Regions from separate parts of the Gossypium raimondii genome. Here region 1 is linked to region 2. Evidence: chromatin contacts called from public Hi-C data. All regions are on one chromosome and are shown on one strand. The core of a region is the stretch at or near the end of the contact, and the rest is flanking DNA. Distances in the headings are between cores, read along the strand shown.

Evidence for each region. A called contact is a pair of places that touch in the nucleus more often than the background predicts.
Region 1: a Hi-C map of leaf shows a contact between it and region 2, with 4 times the contacts expected there. The contact joins the promoter of LOC105780133 here to the promoter of LOC105780268 in region 2. A contact is called at or near these places in 2 of 2 Hi-C or Micro-C datasets (both in leaf).

What each region holds. Positions count from the first base shown.
Region 1 is chr4:37,564,056-37,571,164 of ASM2569854v1, reverse strand. It overlaps LOC105780133 (amino acid transporter AVT6C), which reads left to right and starts at 1,267. Exons shown (of 5, transcript XM_012604264.2): 1 at 1,267-1,725; 2 at 1,884-2,036; 3 at 2,182-2,385; 4 at 2,470-2,935; 5 at 3,029-3,316. The coding sequence starts at 1,359. The coding sequence ends at 3,146. It overlaps LOC105780135 (protein LURP-one-related 14), which reads right to left and starts at 6,260. Exons shown (of 3, transcript XM_012604268.2): 1 at 5,816-6,260; 2 at 5,337-5,555; 3 at 4,600-5,207. The coding sequence starts at 6,061. The coding sequence ends at 5,115.
Region 2 is chr4:37,426,525-37,432,841 of ASM2569854v1, reverse strand. It overlaps LOC105780268 (protein YAE1), which reads right to left and starts at 2,287. Exons shown (of 5, transcript XM_012604494.2): 1 at 2,156-2,287; 2 at 1,796-1,884; 3 at 1,592-1,713; 4 at 1,394-1,515; 5 at 692-1,245. The coding sequence starts at 1,880. The coding sequence ends at 915. LOC105780952 (scarecrow-like protein 3) reads right to left here and starts at 5,885. Exons shown (of 2, transcript XM_012605492.2): 1 at 5,380-5,885; 2 at 3,726-5,296. The coding sequence starts at 5,273. The coding sequence ends at 3,879. LOC105780267 (calmodulin binding protein PICBP) reads left to right here. Exons shown (of 1, transcript XM_012604493.2): 1 at 1-72. The coding sequence ends at 72.

The DNA.
Region 1 (7,109 bases), core at 18-2,517, 140 kb before region 2:
TTTTATTACGAGTTACAACAACGATGAACGAAATAAGTGAATATTATATTTTCGGAGATCATGTGAACTGCAACGTAGCATTGTAAGTTACGTAGTTATGATTAGTATATTCATGACATCCAATAGACAAACCTCTTAACATAGAACCAATAGCTATGATTGGATGATTGGTTAGTGAGAAAGAAACCCTATTGGATGGCTTTAGTGAACAAAAATTGACGTCAGTCAACAAAGATAAACTATTGAAGGTAGATGAAGTTCAAAGCTATAGAACTGAAAATCATGTGGTTAGTCAAAAAGCTCCGACATTGAAAGCCTATGAAATGTGTCCAATAATTTCTTATAGTTACATGAAAAATTCAAAATATTTGAAAAATAAAGTAGGATAAGAATAATAACAATTTATTTGATTTTTCAAAAATCTTTTTAAGACTAGGCTATTACAATGAACCAGATCGTATACTTTAGATATAGGTTTAATTAGCAGCATATGAACTGCTGCAAATTCAAGGGCAATGTAAAGATGCTAGAAGCTGATTTATGTTATCAGTACTTGGGCAGCGCATGTCTTGAGCTCTTCCCGATTAAGTATGGACTTCCGAACATATAAACGAAAACATCAACATCTTTCACCATATTCTGTTGCTTGCAGATCTTTGTACAGCCCCATACGTACAGGAAAAACAAATATATATCTTTTTGGCCGGAACCCAGGTCCTTATCTAATTCCATATCTTTACACTTCACCATACCAAATTTAAAATTGTAGCTTTAGAACAAAGGGGGACTTGAATTATTGTTATTTAAGAGAGAAACAGAGATAGTGACTGAATCATGTTAATAATAGCCATGGCTCCAGTTAATTAGATATTGGGTCCTTTCTGATCTGTGTAACTTGTTTTTAAATGATCTGTTATTTTCTTTCTCTTATAAAAGTCTCACGTTTTTCTACTGAAAGGCCGATAATGATTTTTTAACCTCCTTGCACTTCACTAGTTTTTGTCCCATGTGATTGAAACAACTATTTCTCCACTTTTTTATGAAGAAAATTCAATTTCGTATAGCTTCAAATCACCGTTCGCCACATATTCATGGAACAAGACAAACACATCATTACCCCACATCCAGCCTGTTCTCTACTCCAATTATTAATACTAATCTTCATTGAAAATGGCATTCCATCTTACCCCCTTCATTACATTATCCTATATTAAATCATTTCCTTTTTTCTGATGTCAGTTTTGTCATTTCACTACCCTTATTCCTATCTACCCTTGTCTCCATTAATGTGCAATAATACAGAACAAGACAACTGATAATCCTAACCAGAAGAAGAAGAAAAAAAGCTTCATCACCGGATGTCTTCTTCGGCCATCACCAGTGCAAATGCACCGCTCCTCGGGGAAAACAAGCCACCTGCAAAGCATACATCGGTCTCCAGCGCTGTGTTCAATGTGTCAACTAGCATTATTGGTGCTGGAATTATGTCAATCCCAGCAACTCTCAAGGTGCTAGGAGTAATCCCAGCATTTATGTTGATAGTGATTATAGCTTGGCTAGCAGACATCTCGGTTGAATTTCTGATGAGGTATACACATGCTGGGAAGTCAACCACTTATGCCGGTGTCATGAAGGAGTCGTTTGGGCGGATTGGATCTGTCCTGGTGCAGTTATGTGTCATTACAAATAATCTTGGTTGCTTGATCATTTATTTGATTATTATTGGTAAGTTCTTTTGCAGCTAGTAAGTTGTACAGGTTGTGGATAAGTTTCATAATCTATTTGAATAGTTCAACTTAGCTCTGTAGATTATAGATAAGAGTCTGAAGCTATTTGAGTGATCATTGATAAAATGTTCTGATGTTTAGTACTGTGCTTTTTAGGGGATGTTCTTTCAGGAAATCAACCTGAAGGATCAGTGCACTTAGGCGTTTTACAAGAATGGTTTGGCATTCACTGGTGGAATTCCCGTGCCTTTTCAATCCTTTTCATTGTTGCTTTCGTTATGCTTCCATTGGTTTCATTTAGGCGTGTAGGTAAGTTTTTCTCCAAAAGATATGTCCTGTTTCTATATGAAGATGATTTCTTATCTTATATACAGAACTGAGTAATTATTGTTTATGTTATGATATTGAGTTCGTCGTCGAGAATCTTATCTGTTAACTTGGCCTGAATTTGCAGATGCATTAAGGTTCAGTTCTGCATTAGCAGTTTTTCTAGCTGTGCTGTTTGTTTCCATCAGTTCAGTGATGGCAATAGATGCACTTATCGAAGGGAAAACCGAAACCCCGAGACTGCTGCCTTACTTGGACAGCAATGCCTCTTTTTTCGATCTCTTCACTGCTGTCCCGGTTATTGTAACAGCTTTCACTTTTCATTTCAATGGTAAGAGCGTTCTGGCATTCATATGAGTGCTTGTTTTCATGCTAGTTCTAGCATTAATATGCCTCTTTTTATGAATGAATGCAGTTCATCCAATTGGTTTAGAGATGGACAAACCTTCTGATATGATGAAAGCAGTCCGAATTTCACTGATACTCTGCGGTACCATCTACTTTACAGTTGGGATCTTCGGATACCTTCTTTTTGGTGAATCGATCATGCCTGATATACTTGTTAATTTCGACCAAAATTCTGGTTCAGCACTCGGTTCTTTACTCAATGATGTAGTTCGGTTGAGCTATGCCCTTCACCTAGTGCTGGTGTTTCCCCTCTTAAACTTCTCATTAAGGGCCAATATTGATGAATTCCTTTTCCCAAGTAGGCCTATCCTGGCAAAAGATAACACCAGATTCATGTCCCTCACTCTTATTCTGCTAGCCATTTGTTACTTGTCAGCCATAGCCATCCCTAACATATGGTATTTCTTTGAATTTATGGGATCAACCTCTGCAGTCAGCCTTGCTTTTGTCTTCCCGGGTGCTATTGCTCTTAGGTATCATCTCTATCTAATAAGCTGGATTCATATTGCCTGTAGCCTTAAAGACATTCCTGCTAAGTCTCTTCCCTTTTCCCTTTACAATTGCAGGGATGTTCATGGCATATCGACATCAAGAGATCGGATTGTGTCTGCAGTAATGATAATTTTGGCTTCTGTTACAAGTGTAATAGCCATTTCCTCTAACATATACAGCTTTTTCACCTGAAACAGATTATCACTTGATTCCTCCTCACCTTCCGCAGAGATGCTTGTATTCTAGTGTAAAAATCAAGTCCCCTTAATTAGCAATTTTTTTTCTCCCTTATCTTGTAAGGAATAAACACATCATATGTTGATAAAAATAAAATCAGATAGATACATGTATTTTTCTGAAAACAGACTTCCAAGAATGGATGCTTTTACAAGTCTTTTAGATCTTTTTTGCTAAGTATGTTGTCCTCGAACATCCAATGAAGAATCCTTGCAAACAATACCATAAGATTTCATGGATCATTCCAAGTTAACTTGCTGATTGTATACCTAAAATCCCAACCGGTATGCCAGAGAAGATCTCATCCATGTTTATCTTCTATGCTTGACACAAATGAAAAATAGGATATGTCTATTTGGTCCCTTGGCCTTCTAAAATGACTTTCTGAAGCCTTTTTTTGTTCATCATTCTTTTCTCATTTATCTGCCAAGCACCAATTTTGGAAGCCAAAAAGCTTTTATTAACTATAAGTTGACAATGTATGTGCTATCTGTAATTTTCTGAGAGCCATTGGTGTCAACTTGCACTTTATTACTTGTTTCATCCTTTATTATTTGATTTTAGGGCCTTATTTTATAGAAAGATGATTGCCTTAACATTTTTAAACATTACATTGTTTATTCATTTAAGCTCACACTTAGAATTATGCAGGCCACATGCTCCTGAATACTAGTAACTGTCCCTGTTTGTTTGTACCAAGTTTTGCTGTAGCATAAGATGGATTTATTCATTCAACAAAGATATATATATATATATATCTGACAAGTTCGCTAAATCTGACATCAATATATACATGTAGAAGGTCCCAAGTTCGCTAAATCTGACATCAATAAATACATGTAGAAGATCCCGAAGCTTAACTTATTTGGTTCATATAACCAACCTTACAAGGTTGTATTCAGTAGTTTAGTGTTCGGATCATTGTTGTATTAGTTTTAAATATTCAACTCTTTCACTTTTATCAAAACTCTTAGTGAATTTATACTTCCAATATTTTATAAATTGTTTATAGGATTGGAAATCATATTTTTTTTTGAAAATTATATTTTCTTTTCTGTTTTTCAGGTTTTTTTATTTTTCATTAAATTAAAATATTTTAATAAATTTGATTGTAAATCGGGATTTTGGCAAATCATGCTAACCGAAAAATCTAAATCTTTAACAGCTTTTAGTGTTCCAATGGACATTATCAATGGAGAGTAATGCCATTTGGATTATGTAATGCACCGCAAATCTTCTAAAGATGGATGGATTCTATATTCAATAAATATAAAAATTTTGTGTAGTCTATATAGATGATATTTTAATATTTTCAGAGACATTAGAAAAATATAGAAAATATTTAAATATTATTTCTTAAAATTCATAAAACATGGAATCATATTAAGCCCTAAGAAAATTGAGTTAGAAAAACAGAAATAGAATTTTTACAATAGATTTTATTACAAAAGTAGAAGTAAAGGAAAAGTTTTTACAATGAGAGGATGGTGAATGAAAAGAAAAAGAAAGACTTCTAAACTATTTTTCGATGCCTTCTTTAGGCTTCTTCCTTTCCTATTTATAAGAGAATTTTAAAATTCTATTTAATTTTCTTTGAATCCAGCACAGTTTTCTGATAAGGATCCTGTATCCTTATTAACATGGTTGCTTCCAGTTGCATTATCTTGTCACATATAGTTGCTCCCACGTTGAAACCTTTTTTGTTTGCATCTAGATGCCCTTTTCTTTAAGTTGTCTTATTTTGTCCATACTTTAGTATTTGTTTATATTTTATATTTGTAATTCAGGAATTTAGTCTTCGGAAACCTTCCCCTATCACTCGGCTAAGCCTCTTTTGTACCCCAAAGAAAAAACAATGGAAAACTCGAAAATTTTTTACAAGAAAGACGAAAGCAGAAACTATATGAAATATGTAACAACAGGTCATTCACATTCAACAAGGATGATTATCAGTGCTGCAATGAATGCATAATCCACTCCTGAATGAACACTAACCCTGAAACTCTCTTTTTTACCCTGACAGGTTGCCAAAAAAGAAAACCTGTATAAGTATATTATTGCCAACATTGAATTTTCAATTCAGCTTTTGAGATTCTGATTTAATTCATAAAACAGGACCAAAAAGAAAAAAAAAAGGCATCTTACCTCTGCAAGAATAGTATCCCCTTTATAAACTCTTATATATTGAGATGGATAATTGGAACCTACAACCGTGAAGTTGCTGATATCCTTATCTATGTTACCAACTAAAAACACTTCAAGCCTTGTTTTCATTGGTTGAAAGCGTGATCGCTGCACGGTAAAAAGTTGACTTTTCTCTGAACTTTCACCTCTATGAACCATCCATTTTTTACCAGTGATTGCCTTGTGAACATATCAGCAGGAGAAAAAAAAGTGTAAGAGAGAAGATGATATACCAAAGTAGTTTTCAATAATTTAGAACCAAGAAGACGCATTATATACACATATGGATTAGCAATCCTCGTAGTTCAGCTCATTTTCAAGCTATGCCATCCGGAGTCTTCATTATTCCTGAAGTTTTCGTGTTTAAACTTATATGTCCGCATATATTCGAACATGAGTATAACCATGTCAATCTAATAGAGGGAAGTGAGAAGCTATACCTTTTCGCGGATTGTGAGGATAGGGAAGCCAGCAGAGTTGCGCAGGACTCGTTTTCTGAAAAGGGTCGTGTAGGAGCCATCGGCAAGGAGGTAAAGATTTCCTTTGCCATCTGACACTTGATAATGTATATTAGAGAGGCCATGTTGCTTTCTGTTGACAATTAAATCCAAAGGGTAAGGCAAACAGAACCCATCCCCAGCAAAACTAATCATAGGAACCCCATATACCATTTGTGGAACTGCCATTAATATCCCCAGGAAAACAGACCTAAAAGATTGGTTTTCTCTACAATGTCAAAGATATATAATTCTGAGTTATATAGATGACAGTGATCAGTTTTGCAGGCTAATTTAGAGTTTAAAAATAAAACTTGGGGCCTTGCAACATTTCTTGGAAAAAGAGCTCATTGTCAACATTGCAAGGTCAGACAACTTATAAACTATTTGCTGAATCAACTTCAGTTGGAATAATTTTACTAAATTTATTTATGTTTTTGAAGTCATGCATATATACACTAATGAAATTCTTTATCTTATATTTAATATAATTATTGTTAAGATTAGAAGTCTACCAGAATAATCTATTCCTGGTAAACCATGACAGCTAATAATTAAGTCTTTAAAACAAGCTGATATTCTTTTGAGATCATTTTGTTTGACTAACAAGAATGTCTTGAAATATGAGAGAATGAAACAGATACATGTATCCTACCTAAATCCGTATGCCTGAAGAGGCTGCAAACCGGCAATAAACTAAACCGGATTCAAATAAAACCCTTGGAAACATCATCTTAATGACTTCTATGCAAAATTGAGATTAGTTGGCTAGGTACGTCATTTTCATAGTTGACTGATGTTGGTAGAATATTTATGCGAGGCATCAATGATAGGTGGAAAGATACAATGAAGTTTTAACTGCTTTTATCCATCAAATTCAAATTAGATTGAGGTTAGCATTTCTGCAGTAAGGTTCACGGCTTCCTTTCCTTTGTTTCACTAAGTAGTAATAATCTCTAGTGTTTACTGCAATGGTAAAATAGATTATACTCTCAGACAGAGAACTCAGACCCTAAAAAATGATATTATTGTAAGAGAGCCACAAACCCTGAAAACATTAATTTTCATAAACCGTAATTCAAACATGAAAGAGATTACATTGTTGGTAGACAACCATGAACCCTGAAAACATTAATTTTCATATACTGTAATTCGGACGTGAAAGAGATGATATTATTGTGACACAACCACAAAACCTGAAAACATTAGTTTCCATGGACTTTAAAATGAATATAAA
Region 2 (6,317 bases), core at 1,038-3,537:
AAATGTGAAACTCATTTGAGGCAAACTTCAACAGGCTTTGGCCATGGACAATCCATTCAAGCTTGTAATTGATAATGTTATAGAGGTAATTAAGTAACTCATTATTCCAAGTCCATTCCTTGTTATTGTTAATTAAAGGAAAGGAGGCAGTTTCTCCTAAGTTATGTGTCGAGAGGAGAGTGCCTAGTTCAACTACTAGAATTTGTGTACTTTCAACTGGATCATATCTATCATTTGGAGGTCTATTATGTCTATTTCTAATGCTATGTACTACTATGATCACCAGCAATATCAAAAATCATCAAATGCTTTTCATGTACTGTTTCTAAACATGTCAAGCTACAATTGCCATACAAGATTTTAACTATTATTAGGATTCACGTGCAAGAGTAGGAACATGGATATTTAGTTTTAACAAAATATTTAAACATTAATATGCAACGTGGAGGATTCCATAATATAATCATTATCAACTATATCATTCTCCTTAAGTCCAGGATAATCAACAGATTAAGAGAAAGGCAGTACAAACTGAGGTAAAATACTGATAATGATAAAAAGCAAACATACTGGTTATGATAGATCCAAATGCAGCATAGCATTGTAAAAATGCTTTATACAACTTGCAACTGTCAAGCACCATATGCTAATACATAAGACAGGCCCACATAGAATGCACAGAAAACAGAAGTTCGGAAAACGATTGTTCATTAGATATTTTGGGTCTTTTGGTCATTACATAAAAGAAAACTTTTATATTTGTACAGGTCTATTAGAAACTACATGTGCCATAAATAGTCAACCTCGTATTCATGTTCACATACAAACAAGAGCTAAGCACTTTTTAACCAAATATTCAAACGCTTATTCTAGTTCTGAGCTTCATGGATGAAAACAAGAATTCACACTCAGTTTCAACAACGATCAGGAGTTGAAGCCCCTTGATGGAAGAATTGTACTTTGATTTCAGGAGATTCAAGAAGCAGTGATTGGAGCTTTGTACTATAAGTTCCCAAACTAGAAGAATTTGAGATATGTTCTTGTGCACCACCTACACTAACACTAGCCTCAGTAGACCCGCTCTGTTCCACAGCTTTCTTTGTCAAAATATCATCATGGAACAACTTAAGTGCATCTGTAGCTGAAAGCAAATTCACAGATTCATATAACTCCTGGAATTTATCTCTATTCTCTTGTGTTTCAATCAATCTCTCCCTCAACTCATCCGGAAGACAAGCCAATGCGCTTTTAAAGGCAAAGATACACATATACACAAGAAAAAGAATACAATTTGAAATAAGATTCAGAGTAATGTCATGCAGAAAATGTATAAGAAATCTACATTCTAGACATAAAAAAAGAATGACAAATTTTATCCCCTTCTTCATTGTACCTGGTAACACCTCTTGCTATGCCCCAGTTGTACCCTATGGGAATTGATTGCTTAAAGCCAATATTAAAACCTTCTTGTGCGGAAGCTTCTTTCCCTGCTATCAGCCCATCACGATAACCAATCTAGAAATTCTCAATATAGAACTGACATCAATTACTAAACAAATAGTGGAAAAAGAAAATTCTGAATTGTCAGTACCGTGTGGAATTGGTCATGCCTTCTCTTCCATTCACGGTCTAAATCAGATGTTTTATCTAATTCCTCATCAGAACCACCCCATAAAGATCCATCTTCATCCTGGATGTCCGCCTTATTGAAACCTGAAAACATATAAAATAACAGCACTACTAAATAATGCACAACTTTTGGGTACCCATGGAATTGGTAGCATTAACTAATTACCATTGGTACTCGAAGAACGGTCTAATTGTAAATTGGATAGGTGCAAACTTTCTGAATACAGCTCTTGAGCAAATTTATCATCCATTTCACTGTAAAAGCAATAAAAGAAATTACTTTGGCATTTCATCAAACACCTTCCGACAAATGGATTCGGTTCAACATTTTTTACTTGAATCCAAACAAATAAAAGCTAAAAGTAAAAACAGTGGCAGGCTTTGTCTTTGCTAATCCAAATTTAAAATTAAACAGAGTCTCACAAGAATCTTCAAATTCTAACAAAAAATTTTAAAGGAAAAAAAACTTGAAAAACAAACTAAAATAAGAATACAGCAACTCAAAATAACGATTTTCGAAGCTTACCTATAAATCAGCCGCCGCCTTGTTTGAGTTCCTTTATGAGCTCAGTTAAAGGAATAAAGACTATCGAGTAGAGAGAAAGATTATTTGGCAAGAAATTTCTGATTTTCATTCCGACTTCCTCCCCCCCACCCCCCCCCCCTTTTTTCTTAATTCTGTTATTTGGGCTTTTGGACCTTAAATTAGACTATTAGACAAACCATTTAGACCATAGCTTATCAGGCCTATTAACTACTTTTAAAATTTATACTTTTTATTTGAAATTGTTAAAAAAAAGTTTTTTTTAAGGTAAACTATCAAAATAGTCACTTTTGTTTACCTCAGATTAGATTTTAGTCACTTATGTTTGAAATGTTATGTTTTAGTCACTTACGTTATCATGTTGTAACATTTTAGTCACTAAGTCGTTAACGGTATAACAGTAAGTTGATGTGGCAAGTTAAATCATCATTTTTAACGAAAATTTTAGGTTAAATTCTAAAATTGATCCCTATATTTTCTAATTTTGAGTAATTTAATTTTTTTCTTTCATGTTCTTTTAACTTTCTTTCTTTTTTTCCACTCTCTTTTGCTTCTCCCCTATTTTCCTCCCTTTTTCATTTCTTTTAACTTAGTTTTTCTATATTTTCCATTTGTTAAAACTAGTCCACAAGCTCACCTCACTCGAAAAAGTTAAATTTTTAAAAAAGTAAAAGTATAGGGACTAGTTAAAAGATAGAGAAATGGAAAATGGAAAACATAGAGAAAACTATGTTAAAAGAAATGGAAAATGGGGGAAAACAGAGGGAGAAGCAGAAGAGAATGGAAAAAAAAGAAAAAAAAAAGAAGGAAAGTTAAAAAAAACATAAAAAAAATAAATTGCTCAAAACGAAAAAATATGGGGACTGATTGTATAAATTAATCTAAAATTTTTCTTTGAAATGATGATTTAACATACCACGTCAGCTTACAGTTACACCGTTAACGGCTCAGTAACTAAAATGTTACAACGCGATAACCTAAGTGACTAAAACGTAACACTTCAAACATAAGTGACTAAAATGTAACTTAAGGTAAACAAAAGTGACTATTTTGGTAGTTTACCCTTTTTTTTTTTAGTTTTAAATATTAATAAAATAACAATTTGAACCAAACTAAATCTATACCTACCTTGTAATAATATAATCCAAATTCCATCCTAACGCATAGACAAACGTAGGTGCTGAAGGCGAAATGAAGAGAAATACAATAGAGCTTTCTAAGATGTTATCATATGTAGATTGTTTCTTGTAAAAAATAAGATGGCTACTGATTGAAAATGCGCAGAAAAAGGTAAAATAATTAATGTCATAATCAAATGAAATGAACTGATGATGATCAATAATTGAGGATCATACATGCTACGTCCCCTTAATGCCTTGAAAACAAGCTTTGCGATTTGGTCAATTCCCTTAATGCAGCATGTGCATGTTGATTGAATGATCCTAATAGGACTTTAGAGCCTAAATGGGCTGTTTTATTTTTCTCAAGCTGCCATCATGTACTCATTAATGACTTCCTTTGCAACTCAAACTCCAACAGCAGCCCAAGGAAATGAATGAGATACATGTTTAAAATTTTTTCTCAAGTAACTATAGAATGAAAAAGTCTTTCATATACATACAAATTAAACTACAATCAAAGGAAGAAAGAAAGAGACACCTAGGAGGAGGGTACAGGGCAGGCATAAATAAAATGAGTCGTAATCCTAGCGTCTAAACCCCCAGGCTGATATTGAATATAGAGGTCTTTCTTGCCAGCACATAACCAAACACCCATTCTCTTCTTTCATCTTATAACCATCGTAGTTATTGGTCTGCAGCAACCTTCCTGCCTGCAACATGCCATGGTAGCTTAATGGCACCCTTCCAAACCCGGCCAATTCAAGTCTCAGGATCCATTTCTCCAGCTTTTCATGTCTCTCCTTTCTCTCACCACCCTCACATGCTATAATATTCTTAATTTCCTCTCCGAAAAGCATCTTCTCAACCTTTTGTCGCTCTATTGGTGCTCTTGATACCGTAGACTCTAAGCAGTCAAACAGCGCAGCATAGAAATTCAATGCTTCTATTACCCTCTCCATTAAAGTAGAACCATTATGGTTGGACTCCTGCTCGGTTACAACCATTACTTTCGGTGACAAGGCCCGAAGAGCGGCTAGAAAGCTCCCCATTTTTGGAGCTGGAGCTAGGGATGATGGAGAAGATGCTATGTCAGAACTTGGGTTGTATATATGGACTGGTTCTTTCTCAAGCCACTCTCCAAAAGTACGTTGAGTCATCTGCAAAACTCGGGTCTTAGACACCGGTGGGGAGTTAAAGTTCCTTCTAGGCACCTCATCATCAGTTGCCAGGAGAGAATGAAGCTGAAGGACCGAACTGACCGCAAGAGCTTCTCCGGTCTTGACTCGCAAACTTTCTAAATCAAGATTCTCTAACTTGCAAACTATTGGGTTAAACTGAAATGGAATGTCCAATTTTTCAGCTTCTTCTGTTAACCTAAGTGCCATTTGCTCTAACACCTCTTTCTGCTCATGGATGCCTGTAATTCTCAGATGCGGTGGCCCTTCTGGCCTTGCACTAAATGTCTGAAAAAGATTGATCCATTGAGCAGGCTCACAGGAATTTAGATCTATAATATGAACCATCTTCTCTCCCTCCATAGCTTCTACAATGGCCTGGTTTGTGATAATATATGCAAGTTTTAAGAAAGGGCACAGCTCAAAGAACAGTTTTTGAACAAGCATTTCGTCGGGTACCGATGATATTTTCGTGGAATTGAGGGCTTTGTGAAGGCCAGGCCATGCTTTAAGCATTCTATTAGCAAGTGCCTCAGTGAAGTAAGCAGCAATTCTTTGCATGGTATCTCCATCGGGAGAAGCAAGGTGGGATATTTGCTCTAAGCCAATATTGGCATTCTCAAGACTACCAGCAGCTACATGGTTTGCACATGCAACAAGAAGACGAATCAACCATAAACCCCTCTCCTCAGGTTTGAGCTCCCATAGCCATGGGAAAGGGGATCCTATACCAGGAGAGGGTGACATCCAGGGGAAGAACTGAAGTGGTGATGAAGTCACTGGGGATGGTCCCTCTGGAATCATATCTCAGGCCCTCCTTAAACAAACTGAGAAACAGAGGAAAATCCATGATCAAAGAAAAAAGAATATTTAAGCAGCAAAAATCAAGAAACACAGACAAGGGAATTACCAGTAAAAGCAGATCAAATTCTCCTCAGGAAAAAAAAGCTGATCAAACAGAGAAATATATTAAAATCCCCAAATGGGCTTTGAAATTCATCAAAATCCTGGAAGACCCTTGGAAAGTTTTGAGAAGAGTAAAAAGGCGGGGTTAGTAATAGTTGGTGTGGTGGTCTAAGGTTTTTGTTGGAGAGTGAGTGAATTGGAATTAAAGTAGTTGGCTTGAAGGGGTTTTTGTAAGGCAGCTTTGCATTGGGCAACAAAACATGATGTTGGTTTTGTCCTCAATCCTCATTGTTTTGTTTGTCTTTTGGAGGGTTCAGAAGAATATGGAATTTCTTGAAATACATATACAAGGCATTGAGATAGAGCCCTCTGTGTGTGTTGTCGCGATGTGAAGTGGAGCAGGCCAAAACTTGTTATTATGCTCAATCACAGTACAAAGCCAAACATGTCCTACCAAAGCAAAACAACACCCTTCCTTGTTGCTTAGTGAGTGGTGTAGTGGGAATGGCAAGGGTGTTTTTTTTTTTTTCAAAAACATTCAATTTTATCTATCCTCGATTTTTATTATGTTGCTTTGCATTTTGTATAATGTTTTAATTATTTTTTTCCAAGATTTCACTTATGTATTTTAAACATCTTTTTTCGATTTAATAATTTTAATTCAATCATTAAGTTTATAAGTATTTTTAGTCATAAGGTTGTCAATTTATCTTTATAAACTGACGAGAGCAACTTTAACAACAAATCAAACAAGGACAATATTATAATTTTTTCTAAAGAGTCAAAAGTAAATTATAAATTTATGGAGGGATTAAAATGTAATTTTATTATTGTATTAACTTAAAATTTTACAATTTTTAAAGAAATTAAACTATCAATTTAGTAGTTTTGAGAGGGATCGTAATTGAATTATAAATTTTAAACAAACTAAACATGCAATTT